Regions from separate parts of the Sus scrofa genome. Here regions 2 and 3 are each linked to region 1. Evidence: chromatin contacts called from public Hi-C and HiChIP or PLAC-seq data. All regions are on one chromosome and are shown on one strand. The core of a region is the stretch at or near the end of the contact, and the rest is flanking DNA. Distances in the headings are between cores, read along the strand shown. Region 1 holds the start of FAM168A (protein FAM168A). Region 2 holds the start of RELT (tumor necrosis factor receptor superfamily member 19L). Region 3 holds the start of LOC100514530 (cytochrome c oxidase assembly factor 4 homolog, mitochondrial).

Evidence for each region. Hi-C and Micro-C count contacts between places; a contact is called where the count stands out from the background. HiChIP or PLAC-seq counts read pairs in DNA pulled down with a chosen protein or histone mark.
Region 2: an H3K27ac HiChIP or PLAC-seq map of skeletal muscle shows a contact between it and region 1, with 2.4 times the contacts expected there. The contact joins the promoter of RELT here to the promoter of FAM168A in region 1. A contact is called at or near these places in 1 of 47 Hi-C or Micro-C datasets (embryonic fibroblasts) and 2 of 2 datasets of contacts at active chromatin or transcription factors (alveolar macrophages and skeletal muscle).
Region 3: a Hi-C map of liver shows a contact between it and region 1, with 4 times the contacts expected there. The contact joins the promoter of LOC100514530 here to the promoter of FAM168A in region 1. A contact is called at or near these places in 1 of 5 promoter capture datasets (liver) and 1 of 47 Hi-C or Micro-C datasets (liver).

Annotation. Positions count from the first base shown.
Region 1 is chr9:8,069,737-8,073,808 of Sscrofa11.1, reverse strand. FAM168A (protein FAM168A) reads left to right here and starts at 1,798. Exons shown (of 8, transcript XM_021062480.1): 1 at 1,798-2,277.
Region 2 is chr9:7,831,142-7,835,213 of Sscrofa11.1, reverse strand. It overlaps RELT (tumor necrosis factor receptor superfamily member 19L), which reads right to left and starts at 1,827. Exons shown (of 11, transcript XM_003129644.5): 1 at 1,650-1,827.
Region 3 is chr9:8,279,145-8,283,216 of Sscrofa11.1, reverse strand. It overlaps LOC100514530 (cytochrome c oxidase assembly factor 4 homolog, mitochondrial), which reads left to right and starts at 2,048. Exons shown (of 2, transcript XM_003129636.4): 1 at 2,048-2,270. It overlaps PAAF1 (proteasomal ATPase-associated factor 1), which reads right to left and starts at 3,599. Exons shown (of 12, transcript XM_003129635.4): 1 at 1,946-3,599; 2 at 590-630. The coding sequence starts at 1,992.

The DNA.
Region 1 (4,072 bases), core at 549-3,048:
AAAGGGAGCAGAGGTCTAGGATTTTTGCAGGGCCGAGGGGTTGGGACCTGAAATTTTAAGCCTGGGAGTATAGGATGGAAAATAAGGTAGCTGGAAAAAGATGATGACTGTTTTGGGGAAAATGAGTCATAAGACATAAGGGTGTAATTAGATTTAGGTGGGGTGAAGCTGCTGAAGCGATTGGCCGCAGCAGGACCTTGGACTAAATTAACCTTTGATTTAAGCAACCTGGGCTTTTCTGGTAGGCCTGTGGATGGGAACTCAAATGTTCTGGTGTTTCTTGCAGAATAGCAAGGAAAAATTACATAAAATCTAAAATATTGTAGTCGAATGCAGGATTTATGTTAAATCAGAAATCATCTGATACAACATTCCATGTTCTAGAAAAGCTGCACACAGAAGGAAACAATATTTAAGTGTAAGATTATTTATTCAGTCTACAGACAATGCTTTAAGTATTGCTTTGTAGACTCTTAACAATAACTTCGTTCCTCCCGCCTCATTCCTCCTCCCCACAGTGATCCCTAAAGAGTAGAAACAATTGCTATAAGAACTCAGATATAAGGAAAATCAATGTGTCTAAAATGTTCTGGGGAGGGTAGGACTTTGGCTTGAGTTTCAAGAATGAGTAGGAGAAAAGGAGGAAATAGGTGTGGAAAGACCAGAAGGAAAAATTTGAGAAGAGACAATAAAAATTGAGAAAGCCCTCCCTACTAACTTAATGTTCTTTTATGATTCTACATGACCACCATTCATTGTTTTAATAGTGGAAATGCTGAGCTCACAGAAAAACCAGGCAGTCTTGGATCACCACAGAGGGCAACAGAAAGCCATGGAAAGCTTTTAGGTAGCAAAGACAAATTGTTGTTGAATTTGGAAATTATATTTTGGAAAATAGTCTTAAAAGCTTAAAAACTTATGTGCTCTTTTTAAACAATGCAGGCAATATTAAAATAAAAGTTATTTGAAATCTGACACTTTTCTCCAAGATAATGACAGATTATTTTGGGAAACCTCTTTCCTGAAATCTTATATTGTCCCAAGCTTCACATAAATTGGATCATTCTAAACATACTGTTCTTAGCATTTCCCCCGCTCTAGAATAGATTTTGATGTCAAGAAACAGATTCATATCAGTATTTTGAATGGCTGCTTAGTAGTATATTGTTTGTATATGCAATTTACTTTAACCAGTTCCTATGGATGGACTCTATAATCAACAACCTCATATAACAACCTTGTGCATTCATCTTTTCCAAATTGTTGATTTTCTTTTTAAGGTAAATTCTTAAAAGTAATGAGGCTGCGTCAAGAGGTACGCTTTTTTTTTTCCTTTGGGTTCAAGGTGCCAAATCGTCCGGATTTGCAGAGAGACCAGGAGGAGCCGCTGCGTTTGTCTAGTGAGAGACAGTGGCGACGGAGATGGCGAAAAGAGTACAGACTCCAAGGTGAACTAGTCTATCTAGGCCTGTTCTCGATGGGTTGGCATATTTCCTTCCCTTTTTTCTCTCTTTCACTTCTTAGGCTTAACATGGAGGAAGAACTGAGAACTGCATCTCCCAGCGTTTCACAAGAACCACGCTCCCTGGGAACTGTAGTACAGAGTCTGAGAAGGGCCCGGAAGCAGGGCGCGAGGCTGTGAGGGCATGCTGGGAAATGTAGTTCGGCGGGAAGTGGTGGTAGTGGGGGGGTCTATATGGGAGTGTGCGCGTGCCCGCGAAGAGACGCCACAAACATGGTCCTTTGGGGGATGGGGCAGCGGGGCGACCTAATTTTCCCTCGTATGTGGTCTTTGAGTCTACAAAAGCCCCCCGCGGAGAGCTGGCTTTATTCCATTGTCTGTGACCGGGAAGAGAGCGGTCCCTCCGCAACGAGTGCGGGGGCGGGAGGCGCAGGCTGAGCGCGGGTCGGAGCGGGGCATGCCGGGAGTTGTGGTCCAGGCGCGCTGAGGCTGTGGGATGTGTCGCGGCGCCGCGCCGGCTCCTCCTTCCCAGCCCTTCTCAGCGGTCCCCCGCCCCTTCCCTCAGCCTCCTCCTCCCTCGCCCGCAGCCCAGCGTCCCCTCCCCCCACCCGTCGGGCTCCTCGGCGGCTACTGCAGAGGATTCAGAGCCGAGTCGCTGAGGAGGAGGAGGAGGCTCCCGGTCCCTGCGCGCCATCCGCCTCCTTACTGGACACGGGCGAGGGAGCGAGAGCGTCGCCTCCGTAGCCTTCAGAGAAGACAAGGGCATCGTCGTCTCAGCCGCCGCCGCCGCCGTTTTCGCCTGCAGCGGCTCACCGGTGAGGCGATCCCCCCCCTCCCAACGCCGGTCCGCTCTCCCTGAGCCTGGGCCGGTGGTACTGGGGAGAATGAGAGTCGGGGCACGGAGTGCCCTCGCGGGCTGGGGGAAGGGGGCTGAGGTTGCGATGGAACGGCGGGCTGGCCGGGGAGACTTGTCCTGGCGCGGGCTGGGGGTGGGGTGAGGGTGGGACACTAGCAGGTTGGGGGGGAGCGGCTAGGGAAGGGGACTTTTAATGGGGAGTGACCAGACCTGGGACAGGAGCGTGGGGTTGTAGGATTGGGGTGGAATTTGGGTGGTTTGGGGCGAAATGGATGATGAGACTGGAGGGGGATGGCTTCTAATGGGGGAGGGGACTGCGTGAGGGTGGTGAATTTGGGGTTGGCCTGGAGCAATTGACAGCTTGGGATCCGGGCCGGGTTGCGGGGTCGGGGGTTTATTTGAATAGAGAGTTGGATTACAGGGTTAGTAGGACCCTCGGGGGATGTTAATTAAGGAGGGCGGAATTTGAGGTGGACCTCGGGCTGGCTGATGAAGGTGGTAGGAGCTGGGGGTGAGGGGCTTGGCCTGGGTTGAGACCTGAGCTTGAAGTGGGCGCTTGCCATCTGGGGATGGTGGAATTTGTTGCGACTTATGGAATAGCGTGGCTTAGGAGAGCAGAGGTAGGTAGAATTGGGGGGTTTCCTGGGAAGTGCTTATGGAGGTTGGAAATAGTGGGGGCGGGACTTTCAATGAGGGAGTGTGAAGGTGAGCTGGCAGGAGGGGGGAAATAAGTTAGGCCGAAAAATGGGCAGAGAAGCATTGCCATTTGGTGGGGAGAGCACAGTGGGATGGGATTTAGAGTGATTTTAGAATTGCTGGAAGGGGCATGGTGGCCCCCTGGGTCGGGGTCAGGGCAGAGGGCGCACAAGATGCTTCTGGGCTGGACACACTGAAGGAACAGTGGCAGGTGGTGAGCAAGGTTGGGGATGATATATTGAAGAAAATATCCCTTGGCCAAGGTGGCGAGGGAGTTTTGGAGAAAATGTCTGATATGAACTGATAGGACTCAAGAGGTAGTTGCTGATAGTGAGGTAGCCGTTGGGGCTAATTAAGGAGTGGAAAAACCTGGGGTTGCTGGTATGGATGGGGCAGGGAGGATGGAGAGGGGCAGTGAGCAGTGCTGGGAAGGGGTGGATTGAATGATTCTGGAGAGGAAGGATTGGGATGGCTTCCAAGAGACACTGGAGGGTTGGGGGTTGGACTTAAATGGACAGCTTTGGAGGCCATGGTTGGGGGACCTTGCAGGGGACAGAGAAGGGACATTAAAGACTGTTTTCTAGAGGACTTGTTAAGCTGTTTTTGTTTCATTTGTATTAGGATCATATTTAAAAGTAACACAAAGGGTAAAGTTGAGAGGGGTTTCAGTTAAGGTAGAATAGAGGAGAGGGAAGTGTCTTCTATTATTCATATATTATGAAAAGCTAAGGGGAAAAAAACCCACTTCCACACTAAAGGGGAAGAAGATGAAACTGGAATGTGATAGCTATCTATTTGATGTCTCTGCTGTCTCCTTTCTGCCTTCCCCCAGGTGCATTTAAAAATCAGTCCTGGAATTTGGCATTAAATAGATTTGATGAGCTTGAGGTAGTTAAGGGAGCATTCCCTGCTTGAGAACTGATGAATGAGACTGAAAAATAGGAGGCTGAATTTATTTCCTAGTCAGGCAACGTGCATGTATTCAGAAAGAGCTCAGGCCTTTTTTTTTCTTCTCCTCTTAAAATTGATTGCTTGAAGACTCCATTTATTGGTGTCCT
Region 2 (4,072 bases), core at 578-3,077, 240 kb after region 1:
GCCCCTGCACCCGGGCACCTGACTCGCATTCCCCTCTGCATCCAAGAGACCCTTCCGAAGAGTCCAATCCAGTGGAGAAGAGGCCCTGCTCCAGCTCCTGCTCTCAGAGACGGCTCGTGGGGCGCCTGCTCCCCGCTCCCATGAAGGGAGCTGAAGACATGCCCCGGGCCAGTCGATGCCTACGGATCAGAATCTTGGGCTTGGTCTGTGGAGCTGTGCTTCTAACCCTGTCACCAGCACCTGGGTGCAGCCCCGGGCCACTTTGTCCCCAGCAGATAGCTTGCCCCCACCCCCCACTGCAGTCCTCCTGCCTGAGGGAGGGAAGGGACAACAGAGACAGCTGACCCCAAACAAAGAGGATCCCACAGCGATGATTCACGGTCCATTCACAGCCCGACACCTCAGGTGCAGGAAGGGAGACTGAGGCCCAGCCAGGGCGGGTCCCAGAGCAGGCCTGTGCCCGCCCCAGGGAGAAGGGTGCCAGGGGCCAGAGCTGTGCCAGGCCGCCCGGACCTTCTCTCTCTCCCTCCCTCTCTCTCTCTCTCTCTCTCTCTCTGTGAGAAAGAGAGAGAGAGAGAGAGGTGGATACCTGAAGGCCCCTCAGCTCCTCAGTTGCATCCAGATATGGCACCCCTCTGCCAAGCCAAGGCACTCAGGATCCACGCACCCCAACTAAACTGAGCTAAGGGGCACCTTCTTGGGGACAGCCCTGGAGAGACCTTTGCCGTCCCCCCACCCCCACCCCCGCCACGCTAGCAGGTGTTTGAGGTCCCTCCTCTTTCGGCCTCTTATGCAGGGACACACACACACACACACACACACACACACACACACACACGGCCCCACCTGACCCCTCAGCGGCCCCACCTGACCCCTTAGCGGTTCTTACATGGATCTTCCAGCCTCTGGGGGCTCCCTCCCTCCATTGCACACTCTGTCCCGTTAAGGGGACCCTGGCCCTGCCCTGGTCACGCCCCAGGCCGCACACATACCCAGTGACCGCAGTGACCCAGGGGCCCTCTCGCAGCGGGCTGGGGTCGGAGTCACCCGCAGGGACCCGGGGGCTCTTTCTCACACAATCACACGCACACACTCCGCCTGTCACAGGCACACAGAGCCCCTCTGTGTCTCCCGTTCGGCCCGGCGTCACCGCTGGGTCCCGGCCCCACGTTCGCCGGGGCTGGGCCGCCTCACGCGCCGTGTCACCCACAGTCACGGGCTGACACCGTTCGGAACCACCCCTCTGGCCGCCCCCGGGCGCCGCCGTCCCGTCCCGCACCCAGTCCTGGTCTCGGTCCAAGTTTCCCGGGCCGAGGGCGCCTCCAGGGTCCGCCGGCTCCTCAAACTGCAAGTTGCGCCTCTGCTTCCCCACCGCGCACGGCCGGGCCTGGAGTCGCGGCCGGAGCACGCGCAGGTCCGGGGGCAGGGGGCTCAGGGCCCCGCGGGCGTCGGTGCGCGCAAGACGCCAAGACGGGACGCGGGGGCGGCGAGGGCGAGGGGGGGCGCCGGGACCGGGCTGCGGCATCCGCCGCGCCGGCGAACTTCCTCGGGAACGCGGGGAGGCAGGGGGCGCCGCTCGGGTCCGCAGCCCTCTGGCCCGGGCCGCGAAGAGCGGCCTCGGGGCCTGGGGCTCTCCGCGTCCTCCTTACCTGGCCGCGCCGCGGCAGCTCCAGCAGCCCAGCTCCGGGTCGTCGACGCGGAGCCGGGCCCGGGTTCGGCGAACGCACGGGCGGCCGCGCCGGCTGCGCGCCTTTTGAATGAATCGCCGCCCGGGCCGGGCCGGGAAGGCGCGCAGCCCCGCCCCCGCGCGTCACGGCCGCCGGCCCCGCCCCCGACGTCAGAGCCCGGGCTCGCCCCCGCCTCCCGCCCCCGGGCCCTGGAACCCGCTGCCGGGCTCGCGCTCTCCCGCCCCGCGGCGCTGCTCTGTGTCGCCATCTCTCTCGCCCCCCGAGAACTGCAGGGGCCGGCGCCCTCCTGCCAGGCGCCAAAGCGAGAAAGAAGGGGTTGCAAGATGCAAAATAGACTGGAGACTTGGATGCTGCTCGCAGACCTGTCACCATTGCCAGTGCAAACGGGGCCACCGATGCGCCTCCCCGGGTCTCGTTTTCCTCCTGGAAATTGGCAGCCAGGGAGAACGACCCCACTTTGCCTCTCAAAGAATTCCAGGCTGGCCCCCGGAAACCCCGATAGCCTGGGGAAAGTGAATCTGTGATGGGGGCCCACTTGGCGGGCTCCTGCACATTGTTCGGGGCTCAGCCCAAATCTCCTTCCTCCAGGAGGCCTTTTCTGTCTCCACTGCCCACCCCACCGCTCTCTGCCCGGAAAGGTAGCCTCTCCTTCCAACAGGACAGGTGACACACTCTCCCTTCCCTACCACCAGCTGTCCCACCCTGCAGATTCTTAGGGCCGGCTATCAGAGTGCCCCGCGGGGGGGGGGTACCCAGGACCCTGGGCACTCTTCATATGGTTCTCCCAGCTTGTGCCATACGATGGGCCAGAACTGGAGGCCGCAGCTCAGGAGTCAGGCCTTCCCCGATTGAGTACCATTTTGGGGATCCCAGGTGGCCCTCCCAGGACAGCAGGGCTGGGAGGGCTTTGGGCTGGGGGCAGAGACCTGGCTGGATCTGGATAATCACAGCCCATGGCAGAGATGGAGGAAGGTAAATAAATTGTTAGGGATAGACTGTGGGGGAGGGGGAGAATGCCAAGTAAACCACATCATAGAATCCGGGCCGTGAGGTGAGGGGGTGGGGAAGGCCAGGTCCCCGGGATCCAGGAGATCCCGGGAGGAGAACTGGATACCTGCAGACAAGAGGGACTGTAAGAGTTTCCATTTCCCGGGGCCAGGCCCCGGTTGTGGAGGAAGGGCAGAAGGAGCGCCAGGTCACCCATGGGATCAGAGCCCCAGGTCCCTCATAAATTAATGGAGACCCCCCAGGGCTGGGTGACGGCAGGGGTGATCTCAGGAGGGAGTCCGGAGAAGGCCCACACTGGGGACCTGGTGAGGGGGCTAGAGCAGCCCAGGAGGTCCTCTATCCCTGCACATATTTTCTTTCTTTTCCTTTTTTAGGGCCGCACCCACAGCATAAGGAGGTCCCCAGGCTAGGGGTCAAATCAGAGCTTCAGCTGCCGGCCTACACCACAGCCACAGCAAGGCGGGATCTGAGCCGCATCTGCGACACATCACAGCTCATGACAACCCCAGATCCTAAACTCACCAAAGGAGGCCAGGGATTGAACCTGCATCCTCATGAATACTAGTCCGGTATATTTCTGCTGAGCCATGGAGGGAACTCCCAAATATTTTTGTTTGTTTTCATTTTTTAGGGCTGCACCCATGGCATATGGACGTTACCAGGCTGGGGGCGCAAATCAGAGCTACAAGCTGCCTGCCTACACCAGCACTACAGCAACTCGGGATCTGAGCCTCAGCTGCAACCTACACCATGGCTCAAAGCAACTCTGGATCCTTAACCCACTGAGCAAGATCAGGAATCAAGCCCACGTCCTCACGGATACTAGTTGGGTTCGTTATCCCTGAGCCACAATGGGAACTCCCCCTGCAAATATTTTCTTTGTAAGGGGAGCTTCTATGCCCCGGGCACAAGTTCTGGAGCTCAAACAGTGGTATTCACATGCATTCAGTAGACTAAATGGGGCTCCTTGCCTCTTGGTCGAGGGGCACTGGCTGTGGATCCGAGGTCCTTACAGAGGGTCCAGGCCTGTCTCTACTGCCAGCTCTCCAAGAGCCTTTGGTCAAATCCCTCCCCACCTCTGCTTCCCCATCAGATAATGAGGCTGCCAAGCTTGTTGCCTGGAGGTCATTCCAGTTCTCTGTGTGAGGAGGCTTTCTGCCCGACCTGTGGTAGGGTGAGCAGTTCCCGGAGCCAGGAGAAATGATAGGGGTGGAGGAGCCAGGGCTCCTCCTGTCCCGCTGGGGTGACTGGTTGGCAGCTCTGGGCTCTCAGGCTGCAGCTCCGTAGAGTCAGGTCTCCCAGAGCCACAGTCCACGCAAATCCCACCCCGTCCCGCCCCGGGTATGAGGGCGCCTGATTATTATCTCCGGCCAGCT
Region 3 (4,072 bases), core at 799-3,298, 210 kb before region 1:
TGACCAGGTTTTTTACTCTGATCCCAGAATGGTGGTAACCTAAGAACTGTGAAAATCTACTGACACAACGCTGTAAGCAAGCCAACTATACTCTAATTAAAAAAACAAAAACAAAAAACCTGAGAAAATCAAGAACGAGAACCTGTTTGACAACAGAAGTGCTCAGCTTTCAGGATTTGGATTTGATAACCTAAAGACGATTATGAGAGCTTTAAGCAGAAACATTTAGCAGACAACTACTTAATCTCTCGAATTTGAAGAGAGGTCAGAACTAGAGCTATAGATCTAGGAATCATGAGCAGGGAAGGGCATAACTGAAGCTATATAAATGTTTAGAGTACAATAAAAGAGTCTCATTAAATGCATCGACAATGCCTCCATGAACAAGTCTTGCCTTCCAAATTGAAAACCAATCTGAAGGCCTTCCCCTAGAATGGAGTTGGAATGACACCAGTACAACACAGAATGAAGAACATTTGAAGACTCAGCACTGTGCAAGGAGTCTGGGCCAGGAGAAAGTAGGAAGCTCTCTTTCAGAGGTAGTAAATCCTTTCTCTAAAGGGAAGTCATACAGATTTAAAGACATTACCTGGGGGGTGACAGCTCAGCCAGGCCTCCCCTTCATCCTTCCTATGAAGAGAGATAAAAATCTACTTAGGCTCATTCAGTGTCAAAAAGGATGCTACTGATGCAGGTGAGAAAGACTGCATAATTTCTAGTTTGGCCACAGTACTCAGACATGATCTAATCTAACATCTCATCTAGGCATAGACAAACTTTGTTTACTTGAAGAAATATCTGCAGATTAAGTGTTTAATGCATAGATTTGTTGACTCAATGAAGCTCAAATATTTCATTAAATATTTGATGAAATGCTTATTAGCTGCAGAATCTTGGGCAAGTTACTTCCTGATTCTGGACTGTGTTCTCTCAAAGGCACTTGGTGGTCCTCAATAAATGTCATTGTTCTTCCTATTACACATCCTGTGTTACAGTAACATGTTTTTATTTCAGCCCACCTAGTAAGCTGTAAGTTTCTTAAACACAGGAGACTATGTTTTATTAATCTTCACAACTGTTTCAATTTGAAAAACTTATTAGTAATAATATTTGCCTGAGTTTCTACTGTGGCCTGGTGGGTTAAAAAAATCCAGTGTTGCTGCAGCAGCACAGTTTACAGCTACTACAGCTAGGATTCAACCCCTGGCCAGGGAACTTCAATATGCAGCAGGGGCAGCTATTTAAAAAAAAAAAAAAAGCACCATTCATGACACTGCTGTACTCACTCTGGTGCCCACCATAACTTACACAGTATATGACCAATAAATATATGTTAAGTGAATAAATGGTTTGCTGTGCGTTTCCAATTAAGCTGTTAGCTGCTGCTACTTTTTTTTAAGCTGTTAGCTTCTTGAGAGCAGGAACCACCCCTTAAGTTTAGAGAACACATCTGAACTCCACCGAATATTTATCTAGGTCAGAACCTAGACAAGGTAGGCATTACACTGTTTCCTCAATGGAATTGTAAAACATGACTACTAAGGGCCAAGGAGAATGCAAGGATTCCATCACACACTCAAAGTTATTGTGGTGGTGGTGAGTATACTCGGACTTTTGCAAATAGCTGAGGACCAATAAATATTTGCTAAATGACCATGACTACTTGCAAAGAGTCTTCCTGCCTCCTGTTTTCCTGTCTTTTTCTAACTCACTGATCCTATTCTGCCTCTGGGATCACACGGAGCATATGAGTTTCCTTGGCCTCAGCACGGCTCTTCTGAGAATGAAAACCTGACCATGAGGGTCTGAAACATATTTCTAGGCCTCAACAACCGATAAACTAACTCCTATGGATATCCTGGATCGGGCATGGCTCTCGATAACGCAGAGGTAACATCCACTACCCGCCTCGCCTCCTCCGTCCCAGTCCTGGACTTGGAGTCACCTGAGGGCTTGAGCCCAGTCGCTCTGAATCCTCAAAGGCGCCGCCATCTTGACCCCGCCTCCACCAGCCCGCCTCTTCCGCTCTACCCCGGAAGTGGGTGCCCCCGAAGGCGACGCGTGCAGAACGAAGGGCGGGATCTACACCAAGAGGCCACCAATGAAATGTGGCGGGGGGGGGGTCCTCTTCCCCTCCCTACCCCTTTGCAGGCGCGTGCATCTCACAGTAGGCTTGTTCCTGACGGGAGGGTCGGAAGAGTTCCAATTGCCTGCAAAATTGACGCCGTTGTGCAGGAGGGCGCGCTTGGGTCCTCTAGTTGGCCTGTTGGGTGAGCACTGTGTTCCAAGTCCTAGCGCGGTGAAGCATAGCGGGCGCAATCGGGATGTGCCCGGCGGCTGCGCGCGCGCATGCGTACGCTCTGTAGTGGGGAGAGGACTTTAAGTAACTTTGCCGCCTGGATTTCTCTGCTTTTCCATTCTTTCCATGCCTTCCTAGTCCACGCTGGCCTCCGCGAACGAGCTGCCGACCATCGAGCCTTCCCTAAGCAAAAGTCTTTCTCTTTTTAATCCAGTAAAGACTGAAGCCGGGTCGTGGTGGGGAAAGAAAAGGCAGCATTTATTTGAGTCCTGTTGTAGTCTAAGCACATATCACTTATTAGCATATTAATCCGTACAGTAACTCTGCGAGTTAAATACTACCTTAGAAGGACACTTTAAAAGATTACATGCTAATGCGTGTGCATAGCAAGGCGAGGTGCCTGTATTCAAACCTGGATTTCTTGGCTTAGGATCCAAGGCACTGTTCTTCCTACCGTACTTGTTCTAAGAGGTTTGCCTCTTGCCTTTAAAGAGCTCACAGTGTTTTTAGGAAGAGGAAACATGTATAGTAATAGGAGCTATCATTTACTGAACTCTTTGGATGTGCCAGACTCCTTACATGCATTATCTCGTTTAGTCTTGATCCTGTGAGGTAGATATCTTTTTTTCAAGAGAGATTATGAAGTAATTTGCTCAAAGACACTCAATGAGTCAGTGACAAGGCTGTTTCCAGTCCAAGTCTGTTTTCGAAGCCCATTTTCCCCTCTCCCTTAGGTTATACTGCCTCCAAAGCAAATGTGTTTTGTGTAGGGCTATAGAGTGCTTAAATCCTTCTTGTGACTTCTCACTTGCTCTCTGAACACCCTAACATGATTCACAAGGCCTTGCCGTGATCAGATACTTTCTCATCTCACCAGTTTCATTAATTTTCCTGTACTCACTTTTCTCTCATCATGTAGAACTTTCAGTTCCTCTCATGTCAAATTCTGTCTCAGAACCCCCATCGTTTTCTTCCATTGACCAGGAATATCCTTTATATCTCTGGCCAACTCCTATTTATCCTTCAAGTCTCAATTTAGAAATCACTTTCTCCAGGAAGCCTTCAGGTGTCTAGTCCTGCTCTTGTCTGGCTTAGGTATTCCTCTGCTCTGTTCCCCATCTTCGCTTTTTGTACACACTGTACACAAGTAAATAACCTATTTACTTGTCTAGCTTGTAAACTCTATAAAGGCAGGAACTGTCTCTGTTTTGGTCACTCATGTATCCTCAACTCTAGCATAGTGCTTGGTATGTGATAGGTACTCAGTGATCATTTGTAGAGTGAATCAGAGACCCAGGAGGGGCATTAAGGAGCCTTAGCTCATTTACAGCCTATGGTTGTTACAAAGGCTGAGGTCATTTCTCGCTGCCTTTCTTCAGTTCCTTCTGTATGCTACCTTGTGCTTGGTGTCATGAAGCGGATGATTGTGCTCACATAGTCTGGGCGGTTACACCTCACATTAGGTACCCTCACACCTCACGGACTCATTGCTTGTCCTGGACCCTCTATGCTCTGTGCCACAGCCACACAGTTCTCTTCATCCCTCCTGTATGTTAAACCCTACCCATGGTTGGGTACTCTCCCAAGTGTTAAATTTTGTCATTCTCCAGCCATAGAATTTAAAAAGATAGCTTCTCCAATAGGAGAAAAGAGATAGCTACCCCAGAGGGTGACACTTCACCTAATTCATGTTCTATTAGTAGAAGCCATTAGAGATTATTAGTCCCAAACTAAGCATTTTCACACTTTATCTCATTATGTTTGGTTCAAGCT